Regions from separate parts of the Sus scrofa genome. Here region 1 is linked to region 2. Evidence: chromatin contacts called from public Hi-C data. All regions are on one chromosome and are shown on one strand. The core of a region is the stretch at or near the end of the contact, and the rest is flanking DNA. Distances in the headings are between cores, read along the strand shown. Region 1 holds the start of SLC17A2 (sodium-dependent phosphate transport protein 3). Region 2 holds the start of SLC17A4 (probable small intestine urate exporter).

The links. A called contact is a pair of places that touch in the nucleus more often than the background predicts.
Region 1: a Hi-C map of liver shows a contact between it and region 2, with 2.4 times the contacts expected there. The contact joins the promoter of SLC17A2 here to the promoter of SLC17A4 in region 2. A contact is called at or near these places in 2 of 5 promoter capture datasets (fetal liver and liver) and 4 of 47 Hi-C or Micro-C datasets (liver and skeletal muscle).

What each region holds. Positions count from the first base shown.
Region 1 is chr7:20,660,091-20,664,980 of Sscrofa11.1, reverse strand. It overlaps SLC17A2 (sodium-dependent phosphate transport protein 3), which reads left to right and starts at 1,483. Exons shown (of 21, transcript XR_002345599.1): 1 at 1,483-1,700. It overlaps LOC110261475 (a long non-coding RNA gene), which reads right to left and starts at 3,839. Exons shown (of 4, transcript XR_002345602.1): 1 at 2,959-3,839.
Region 2 is chr7:20,486,447-20,491,546 of Sscrofa11.1, reverse strand. SLC17A4 (probable small intestine urate exporter) reads right to left here and starts at 1,259. Exons shown (of 14, transcript XM_021098409.1): 1 at 1-1,259.

The sequences.
Region 1 (4,890 bases), core at 234-2,733, 170 kb before region 2:
TTCTCCATTTTATTTCCTCACTTTTCACAAGTGGACTGTGGTAAGCTAAATAATGCCATCTAAAGAGTTCCACATCCTAATCCCTGAAACCTGTGACTGTTACCTTGTATGGCAGAGGGGATTTTGCCTGTGTGATTGACTTCAGGATTTTTTTTTTTTTTTTTTTTTTTTGTCTTTTTGCTATTTCTTGGGCCGCTCCCACGGCATATGGAGGTTCCCAGGCTAGGGGTCTAATTGGAGCTGTAGCTGCCGGCCTACGCCTGAGCCACAGCAACGCAGGATCTGAGCCGCATCTGCGACCTACACCACAGCTCAAGGCAACGCCGGATCGTTAACCCACTGAGCAAGGGCAGGGATCGAACCCGCAACCTCATGGTTCCTAGTCGGATTCGTTAACCACTGAGCCACGACAGGAACTCCTGACTTCAGGATTTTGAGACAAGAAAGCTATCCTAGATTTTCCAAATGATCCCAATATAATTATAGAAAGTTCTTAGGGAGGTAGGAGTGCCAGAGTTAGAAAGATTTGAAAATGTTATACTGCTGCCTCTAAAGATGGAGGAAGCAGCCATGAGCCAAGGAAGGCAGGTGACCTCAAGAAGTTAGAAAAGGTAGAGAAATAAACTCTCTCCTAAGCCTCCAGAGAGAGTGTAGCCCTACGACATCTTGATTTTGGACCCAGTGAAATCCATTTTGGACATCTGACCTCCAGAACTGTAAATACGTGTTGTTTTAAGTCACTAAGTTTGTGGTAATTGATTACAGCAGCAGAGCCCTAATACAGGGGAACCAAGTAGCAAAATTCCAGTAGGTTCCTTGTGGGAGTGTGGCGAGACTAACTCAGGCAAGGAAAATCAACTAAGGCAATTTGAAGCTAATAAAAGCAGAAAGAGCAAGACTTCATTTTATAAGGGTTGAGAATCAAGCTGGGAAGACCCAGTAGCAGCCACAGTCCAAAATTTAAGAATCACAAATTAAGAACAAGTCCAAATATCAAGATTCGAGCCGAGACTGGATTAGAAAGAGCACAGATATGAAACAGGAAGGAAGCCTGCAGGGTAGCTTCATGGGAAGATATCAGAGTGGTCAAAGTTCACATTTATTAAGCTGTGGGCCCCAAGTGCTTAAAGAAAACCTAGCTGATTTAACAATATTCTTTAATGGGAACATCTCATTTATTGAGGACCTACTACCAGTTAGCATATGTATTTCATTTAACTTGCCCAATATCCCCATGAGTTGAGCATTATAACCCTTGCTTTACTTATGGAGAAACCAACTCAAAAGAGCTTAAATGACTTGTCCAAGGAGACAGAAAACACTAGGAAGTGAAGATGGGGTTGACTTCTCTCCAGTTCCAGGAGCCCTGCTCTTTCTTCCATGCCTGCTCGCTCTTTCAGGAAAAAGGCTTGTTGACATTTTAAGCTGTATGCAGAGTTCAAAGCAGCAAAACATAGTGTCATCTTTTGAGATACTCATTCTATCAGTGAGAACTTAAAATGAAGTTAAAAATTAAGCAGCAAAACCAAACCCAGACTCTCTGCTCTGAGGATGTAGGGCTAAACCTGCCTGCCATGTGACGCATTATTTATCCTTGTGAAATTGTGGAATTATTTGAAAGTGAAGAAGGGATGAAAACTCTTTCTTTCTTCAAGGTAGCCTTATAGTCTAGGTCTTACAATACTGGTTTAATGGTGAAGGTAAGTGCATTTCTTCTTTTTGGGTTGGAGGATAATTACTAATCAATCAGAGCTCCATTAAGGGGAGAGAAGAATTTGAGGGGAAGTCAGAGGAAAAAAACATTATCAGCAGCCTAAGGGTCTCCATCTGCTAATCGTTTCATTGCTAAGTGAAGAGACTTTCTAAAAAAAAGTAATCAATTCAATCAGGACCCTAGAGCAAGGCTTGAAAGGCTACTGGTGACAGTGAACTCTGAACAATGGTCACGTCTCCAAGGATTCTGTGAGTATTAATTGTGACACCTCCATGAATTGGAGAAGCTTTGGCTGTGGAACAAAATACTGGATCAGAACTAACAAGGTTTGGGATTGGAGATTGTGACTCAGGAGCCTTTTCAGATTTCTGTGTGTAGTTGAAATTGTCTCTCAGAAAAAGGAAAATATGAGCAAAGTTGTGAATAATATTTAAGGCAAGAAAACTTGTGTACTTGTAGGGATGACCTGGTCTGTTGCCCTCCTTGTACAACGGAGGAAAGGTGCCCAAACAGATTATGATTAGTGCCTGTTAGTTCTATGGTGGGAAGCCCTGTGGTAGGCGAGGAAGATCCAGGGAAGGTGCCCTCTCTCAACCTGCCCAGAGAAAAATCCCAATTCCATAGCATAGATAGACTCACACAGGCCTGGAAGACACAGCCTGAGCTTGTTGCTTGGAGGAAAGAAGAGCAGACACCCCTGCTTATCTCCTGGGGAGAGGAGCTGTGAGTCTCCTGTGGGCAGGGCCCCAGGTGCACCTTAATTTTGACATAATCCTGCCTTGTAGGATCACCCACTCTTGGTGCTTAGTACATTTCTTTTTTTCATGATTAATTAATTCATATGAATTGATAGCATGATGTAAATGATCTCTGGAACAACTAGTTTTATTCCAGAATTACCAGTCTCTCAGATAAACATGATAAAATGGGCCTCGGTTTTACTAACCTGGAAGAAATGACTTCTTCCCATGTTGTCTGGTGTTTGTAGTGAGATGCATCCCTTCATTATCCATCTTCTGGATTCTAGTCCAGAAGAACCCACTTTTAAAAGAAAATGTTTAAAAACAACTTTGTAAAGCAAAAGCATTTTTGTGGAAAGACAGGTCATTTACTGTAATCCTGTGTTTATTAATCGGAGTGGACCCAAGTGCCAGTCTTGTGACTATTTATTATTCTGTCTGTTGTTAATATGAATGACATTTTACACTATAAAATTATTAATATTGAGAAGGCATAGCTCATACCTTTGTTTTCACTCCCAACTGTCCTGTGAAGTAATGTTATCTCCATCTTTCCTATGAAACAATGAAAGCTCTGGGATCTTATACAATCTGCTCTGCTTCACCCAGACTGTCAATGACGGAAAAGAACTTGGTCCTTGGATACTCTTTGAACTGTAGATTCATGCCCTTTCAACTATGTGTAACATTTACTCTGGGTAAACTAGAAATCTTGGCCAGCTTAGATGATGCAAGACAGACTGTATTAAGGGAAATCTAAGATCATGATGACTAAATAGTGAGCCCTAGACTAAGAATCCATATGCTTATGAATAAAGCATATGGTTTATATGATTAATTTTATACCAAATATTGTTCTATTTTGTATCATAAGATTATTTTTTAAATATAGAGTTTGTACTTAATTTTAATTCAGTTTTTCTATGTCTACTTACAGCTTTGACACTAATACCCACTACCTTTTAGAAGTGTCACTCCTGACTAGGAAGGTCCTTGACAATGTTTATAATTGCGCTAAGACACATTCCACTGTCTCTAAGGGTAAAGCAATTACACCACTTCTCAGACTCCATGCTTTTACATGCTTCTGTCATTATTTTAGAAAAATAGTTTCCACAACTATGTCCCAGAATGCTTTTCCTTTAGGATGGTTTGGGTTGTCTGGCTGATTTCGGTATTTGTCTTAAGCACAGGAAAAGGAAATTAACAACTAAAATTAGCTAGTGAGTCAATATTCAAAGTAGCATATGAAACCATAAAAAGCTAAGGTAGAGATGGCAGCAGATGGAAAGCAAAAGACAACTGAAGTGATAGGTTTGTGATATAATCCCACTAACAAAAAACCAAAAAGAATAGTCTTTTTAAATTTTTATTTAAATATTCAAAGCTCAACTTAAAAGTATGGTTTTGGTTTTTTTTGCTCCACCCATGCCATATGGAAGTTCCCGGGCCAGGGATCAAATCATCCAAGCCAACGCTGTGTTTACGTCACAGCTGTGGCAACCACCAGATCCTTAAACCACTGTGCCAGGCTGAGGATCGAACCCACTCTGCTACAGAGACAATGCCAGATCCTTAACTGGCTGTGTCTGGACTCCTTGAAAGTATTTTCATTATCAAATTTCCTTCTGAACTAAATGATCAAAACTTAATTTAAAATCATAGTAAGCAACAGGGATATAGAGCACAGGGAATTATAGCCATTATCTTGTAATAACCCATAAGGGAGTATAATCTGCAAAAAATACTGAATCACTATGCTGTACACCTGAAAGTAATATAGTATTATAAATCAACTCTGCTTCAATTTTAAAAAACATAACTGAAAATCATATAAATTCCATCTAGAATACCTTAAAATGAAACTACCCTGTTGTGTTTTAAGCTTATGAACATAAAGGGGAGTAGTATTAATATATAGAAAAAAGCAGCACTCTCGGCATTAAGGACACGGTGCTGGCTCAGTTAACTCTGACTTAAAGCAACTTTTCAAACTTTCTGCACATCAGTCTTTGCATTAAATACAAAAAAAAAAAAAAAAAAAAAAGAGAGAGAGAATCTCCAAGTCTCTTTTAGCTCTAGAGCTCAGTGTCTGTAAGATTTGTCAGAGTTTGGTGGGAAAGCTGTAAGGGGAGTATAAGTACTTGCAGCTCCATGTACAGTTAAAAAGTTGCCTTCGGGAATTCCTCTTGTGGCTCAGTCAGTTAAGGGTTCCTCGTCTCTGTGAGGATACAGGTTCTATCCCTGGCCTCACTCAGTAGGTTAAGGATCCAGTGTTGCTGAAAGCTGCAGCATAGGTCACAAATGTGGCTTGGATATGGTGTTGCTATGACTGTGGCCTAGGCCCAGCTGCAACTCTCATTGTACCCCTGGCTTGGGAACTTCCCATATGCCACAGGTACAGCTGTAAAAAGATTTAAAAAAAAAAAAAAATTG
Region 2 (5,100 bases), core at 10-2,509:
ATCATCCTCCTGTTTCATAGAACTGGGCTCTCCCCAGAGTGGAGAACTAATATATTTGTAGAGAACTAATATAATATAAACTTGAATGGATTTTGTAGTTTTCTGATTTTAACTATTTGCACAAAGGCCGCTGAGGTTTCTGTGAAACTTGACACCCTGTGATTCTGGTCCCTTTAGTAGCAAAGCATTTCATAAGACCCAGGCATACTTGTGGTCTGTTTCCTCACCCTCCAATTCTCTCTCTTTCAACTGAAGTATAATTGACTTACAATATCGTATTAGTTTCAGATGTACAACATAGTAATTGAATATGATTATACTCCATACAAAGCTATTCTCTCTGGAGCCCACTAGCAGCAAGACAGCACTTGTCAAAGCTATCATCAACCTCCGTACTGGCAAATCCAGTGGTCACTTATCAGGGCTTATCTGTCAGTGCCAGGGAACATGGCATCCTCATGGATACTAGTTGGGTTCATAACCTGATCAGCCACAACAAGAACTCCCTGTATATTTACTGAGTATCGAACTATCTGGATTATAGTTTGTGCTTGTGTGTTAATTATTTAACGTTTTCCTGGAGTTGACTCTTAATATTTAGTGTAGAAAATCAGTCACTCTGAACAATTTTGAGCATACTGTCATTAGGTTTTATCATATTATTACATTTTCTACATAAATAGAAATGTATTTTTGTATAATTTATCTATGATTCAATTTTTCTCTCTACATGTCCCAGAATTTCTTTTGAGAAAAATAAAACCCTCGGCTGCCCCCCTCCTTCCACAGGGCACATGTGCTTAATTCGTGAAACATCTAGCTCACAAATTCGATTATTTTTAGCTACAAATTATGTCATTTCTTCTCAAAAATTTCTTAAAGAGCTTTAGACTTTTCTTCACAACATCCCTGCACATTTTTGTTGTTTGTCCCAAACTTCTGTAGCTTTTGTATCTATGTAATAATTAGTGAGTATATGAATTACATTGTTTTACCTTATAGTCTCATAGAAAAAAAAAAAAAGAAGCTTTTACTTTTTTACAGTAATGTACAGTACAATAATTGGATTTCTGTTTTCATTTCCTTCTTTAGATGTTTCTCTAAACTCAGCGCAATAAATCAACTGCTTGGAAAATTCCTTGACTAAGATGCCTGAGTATATCGCAAAATATCATCAAATAATGAGGGCAGCACAAAGTTTTCTTGGTCATATTCCTGGCTCTCTTGGGAATGGTACTGGTATTTCACTGCCAAACATGATCTTGGGCTTTAGGTTGAGATATGTTTTTTTGTTTGTTTGTTTTTTTGTCTTTTTGCTATTTCTTTGGGCTGCTCCTGTGGCATATGGAGGTTCCCAGGCTAGGGGTCGAATGGGAGCTGCAGCCACTGGCCTATGCCAGAGCCACAGCAACGCAGGATCCGAGCCGCATCTGCAACCTACACCACAGCTCACGGCAACGCCGGATCGTTAACCCACTGACGTCAACCCACTGAGCAAGGGCAGGGACCGAACCTGCAACCTCATGGTTCCTAGACGGATTCGTTAATCACTGCGCCACGACGGGAACTCCGAGGTTGAGATATATTTGACCCATACATTAAGAATCCTATTAGTCTTATTTTACTAAGCACTTTTGTAATGTCAAATAAGTATTAATTATGCCCTTTTGGCAAATTTGAATTTAACATACTTTTGGTGGATTGTTTTTTTATTTTTAGCACTAGCAGGGAGGATGAAATTTCGTTTATCCTTCTCAGGTTCTTTTGGCTGGTCTAATAATTAAATTGAGAGGGGACAGATTAACTGGAGGGAAAAAGCACCAATTTAATTCATACACGTGAAAGTCTCATAGAATTGGGAACTCCCCCAAGTAACTGAAGCAGACTATCTATGTATCATTTTTAGATAAAGAAACAATTATTTGTGAAGGTTTAACAACAAAGGGGCTTGTGCTTGGGGTAGCTAAGGAAGAAGTAATAAAGTTCGTTTATATAGATGTCTTAGCCTTGGATTCCCTAACTCCCGATATACTCTATCCTCCTGGTATAGGGAGGAATACCTTCACATAGAAGGTTTATTTTCCATTTTCAGGGGGAAAGAGGGGGAAAATAATCCATATGCTGTTTTCCATAGTGGTTGCACCAATTTACATTACTAAGAGTATTCTAAGATTCCCTTTTCTCCACATCCTCAGCAATATTTGTTATTTGTGTTATCTTTTTGATGATAGCCATTCTGATAGCCATGGTGTCTCATGGTGGTTTTGATTTGATTTCCCTGATGATTGGCGATATTGATTAGCATCACAGATACAGAAAACAAATCAGTGGGAAGAAGAGCTTTAGGGGATTAAGAGGTACAAACTACTATGTATAAAATAAATTAAAAAAAAAAAGGATATTTGAACAGCACAGGGAATATGGCCAATGTTTCTTTTGTAAGTTTTTTTGTTTTTTTGTTTGTTTTTCGGGTTTTTTTTTCTTTTTTTTGGCCAAGTCCATGGCCTGTAGAAGTTCCAGGGCCAGGCATGGAACTTGCACCACAGCACTGACAGCTGCTGGATCCTTAACCCACTGAGATACCAAGGTATTCCCAGACTATAGCCAATATTTTATAACTTTAAATGAAGTATATTCTATAAAAATATTGAATCATTATGTTGTATACCCAAAATTAATAAATCAACTATACCTCAATTTAAAAAAAAAAATAATATGCCATTGAGGCATATTTTGGGACAGCCTGCCCTGGGCCCCAACAGCATGAATATTACATTTAACTTGAAAACAAAAAGTAAAACCAGCTATAAAAAATTTGCAGAAAATTAGAGAAATCTGAAAATAGACTAGATGTTAGGGAATTATTGTTAATTTTACTAGATATGAAAATGAAACCAAGAATAACATCTCTCAGGAGAGGGATACTGAAACTGAAGTAAAATGCCATAATGCATACCATGTGGGTGTTCATGATATTTTTCTTTCAAGTTTCTCTTTGAAGAACTTAACAGTAAATAGCTGAAAAGTTAACAATATAACATAAAAGTTGAATGTTAGGGTTGGGAAGGAAATATTATCGATGATAACATTTTCAGGTTAAATATAATTTTAGTGGTCTACTACTTAAAATTTCTATGTATATAAGTTTTGTATGTTATATATATCCAATTTTATTTACTGGAAGAAGTAGACTACTATCAAGTCAACATTAAAGTGATTGGTATTTAAAAATATAGCACTCTGTACTGAATAATGGGCTTCCAGAAATTGTATTGGAAGGCAGTGAGGCAAAGAAATGATTTATTTACGTGCAACTTAAGATAATAAAATGAATTCTAAAGTTGAGAAGGGTATTGTGAGGAAATACAGCATTGGTGTGAAAAAACAAGCAAATAATTTTAGAAACAATTTGTTAAAGTGAAACAAATATAAAATCTATAAATAAGTTTACATAAAATACTAGTTCCAAAAGAAGAATTGAGAAGTCTTTGTGTCTGCTGGTTTTTTTGTAGGGGTTTTTTGGGGGATGGGTAATAATATATCAATCTCACCCATAATATTGAGCTCTCTCGTCACTTCCCTTTCAAATGAGGTTATATAAGAGACATCAATATATTACATTTATTTTAAGTAGAAAATGATTTCAAGTTTTTAAATAAAATGGATTTTTTCAAAAAAGCAAAAATTGCATTAAAGAAAAATATCAGTTAGGTGGAACATGTCTAAATCTGACTTTACTTTCACTTTGGCTTTAGAACCCAGTGTGATAAGCCAGGACCACACTGCAGTGACGTGTGATTGTATTGTAGTCTTAATCACATGTAGAGCTTTGCTTGTTCCATACTTTGGATTCTTTTCGAATCATGGATATTTTACATTTGCTCTCTCAGTGAAAGAAAGTAGATTTTATGTCCAAACATTATGTCCATAATTTAAATATAAGATTCTCTCTCAAACTTGAAAATTGATGACCAATATATAAAAATTACAAGACCAAGTTGTTACATTCTAATATTTACCCAGAACCAAGTGTCCATATAATTCACTCGTGGGCTATCTCAAGAGCCATAGGCCAGAAAAAAATTAATTTTTATGGAGAAGAAAAAGGAATAAAATGGAGATGAGGACCAGCTCTAGGTGAATTGGAAGGAAAGTGTTTAACACAACTTTTGAAATGTTTTGATTTGGCATTATAAATCCCATATTATAGATGTCCTAATGTTAATAGCACCTAAGTCTCTTGGAAGGATATTCCTTAGTAGGAGATACTTGGAGCATTTTTGTAGCCTTAGAAGTGTGGTGTTATTTGCCAACATCCCATGGGCATACTCTCCCATCAGACGATTGAACTGAGAGCTAAAAGTTTACTTGCCTCCTTCCGTTGCTTCTAATCCCATGTAACTCCTTACATCATTGAGATACAAGCCCTAAAATAACATTTTCTCACCTATCCACTATGATCTAAATATTTATTATTCTTTCTCAAGAATTGTTTTGCTGTCACAATGCATAAGCAATTGTACTTAATGCCAATACCATAGAATAGCTCCATGAAAGTCCTAGCCAGGATCCAAAAGGGTAATGTTGCTGCCAGACCTGCAGGAGGGTCAGCTGCTCTGCTTACCTGCAAGAGGCGCTAAGATAGATTCACTTCCATACCTGCATCCTCTCTGCAACCATGGGCATCAAGAGTTTCTCTGTTGGTGATATTCTTGGTGAATAGCTTTGGGAGACCCCTGTCATTCAAATCAAATATTCTTTTTTAGGGCACTGTGAATTTATATAAGAAAAGTTGTGATAAAGCATCTCTTTTTAGCAGCAGTCTCTTTGCTGACAATCAATCAATTGTTCTGTTGATTCTGTCTCCTACTTTGTAATTATAAGAAACTGCATTATCTATTATAACCTAATCTCTGAAGTGACATACTATAACTTCTGATGTATTTTCTGAGCCACATAGAGTAGCCCTGGTATAATATGGGGAGGGGGGGCACAAGGGTGCCAGTACAAGGAGGCAGGAATTATGGAGTGCCATCTTAGAAGCTAGCTACCGTGTTAGATCTGCAATTAAGTTGTTCAAAGTATGAAATTGACTTAGAG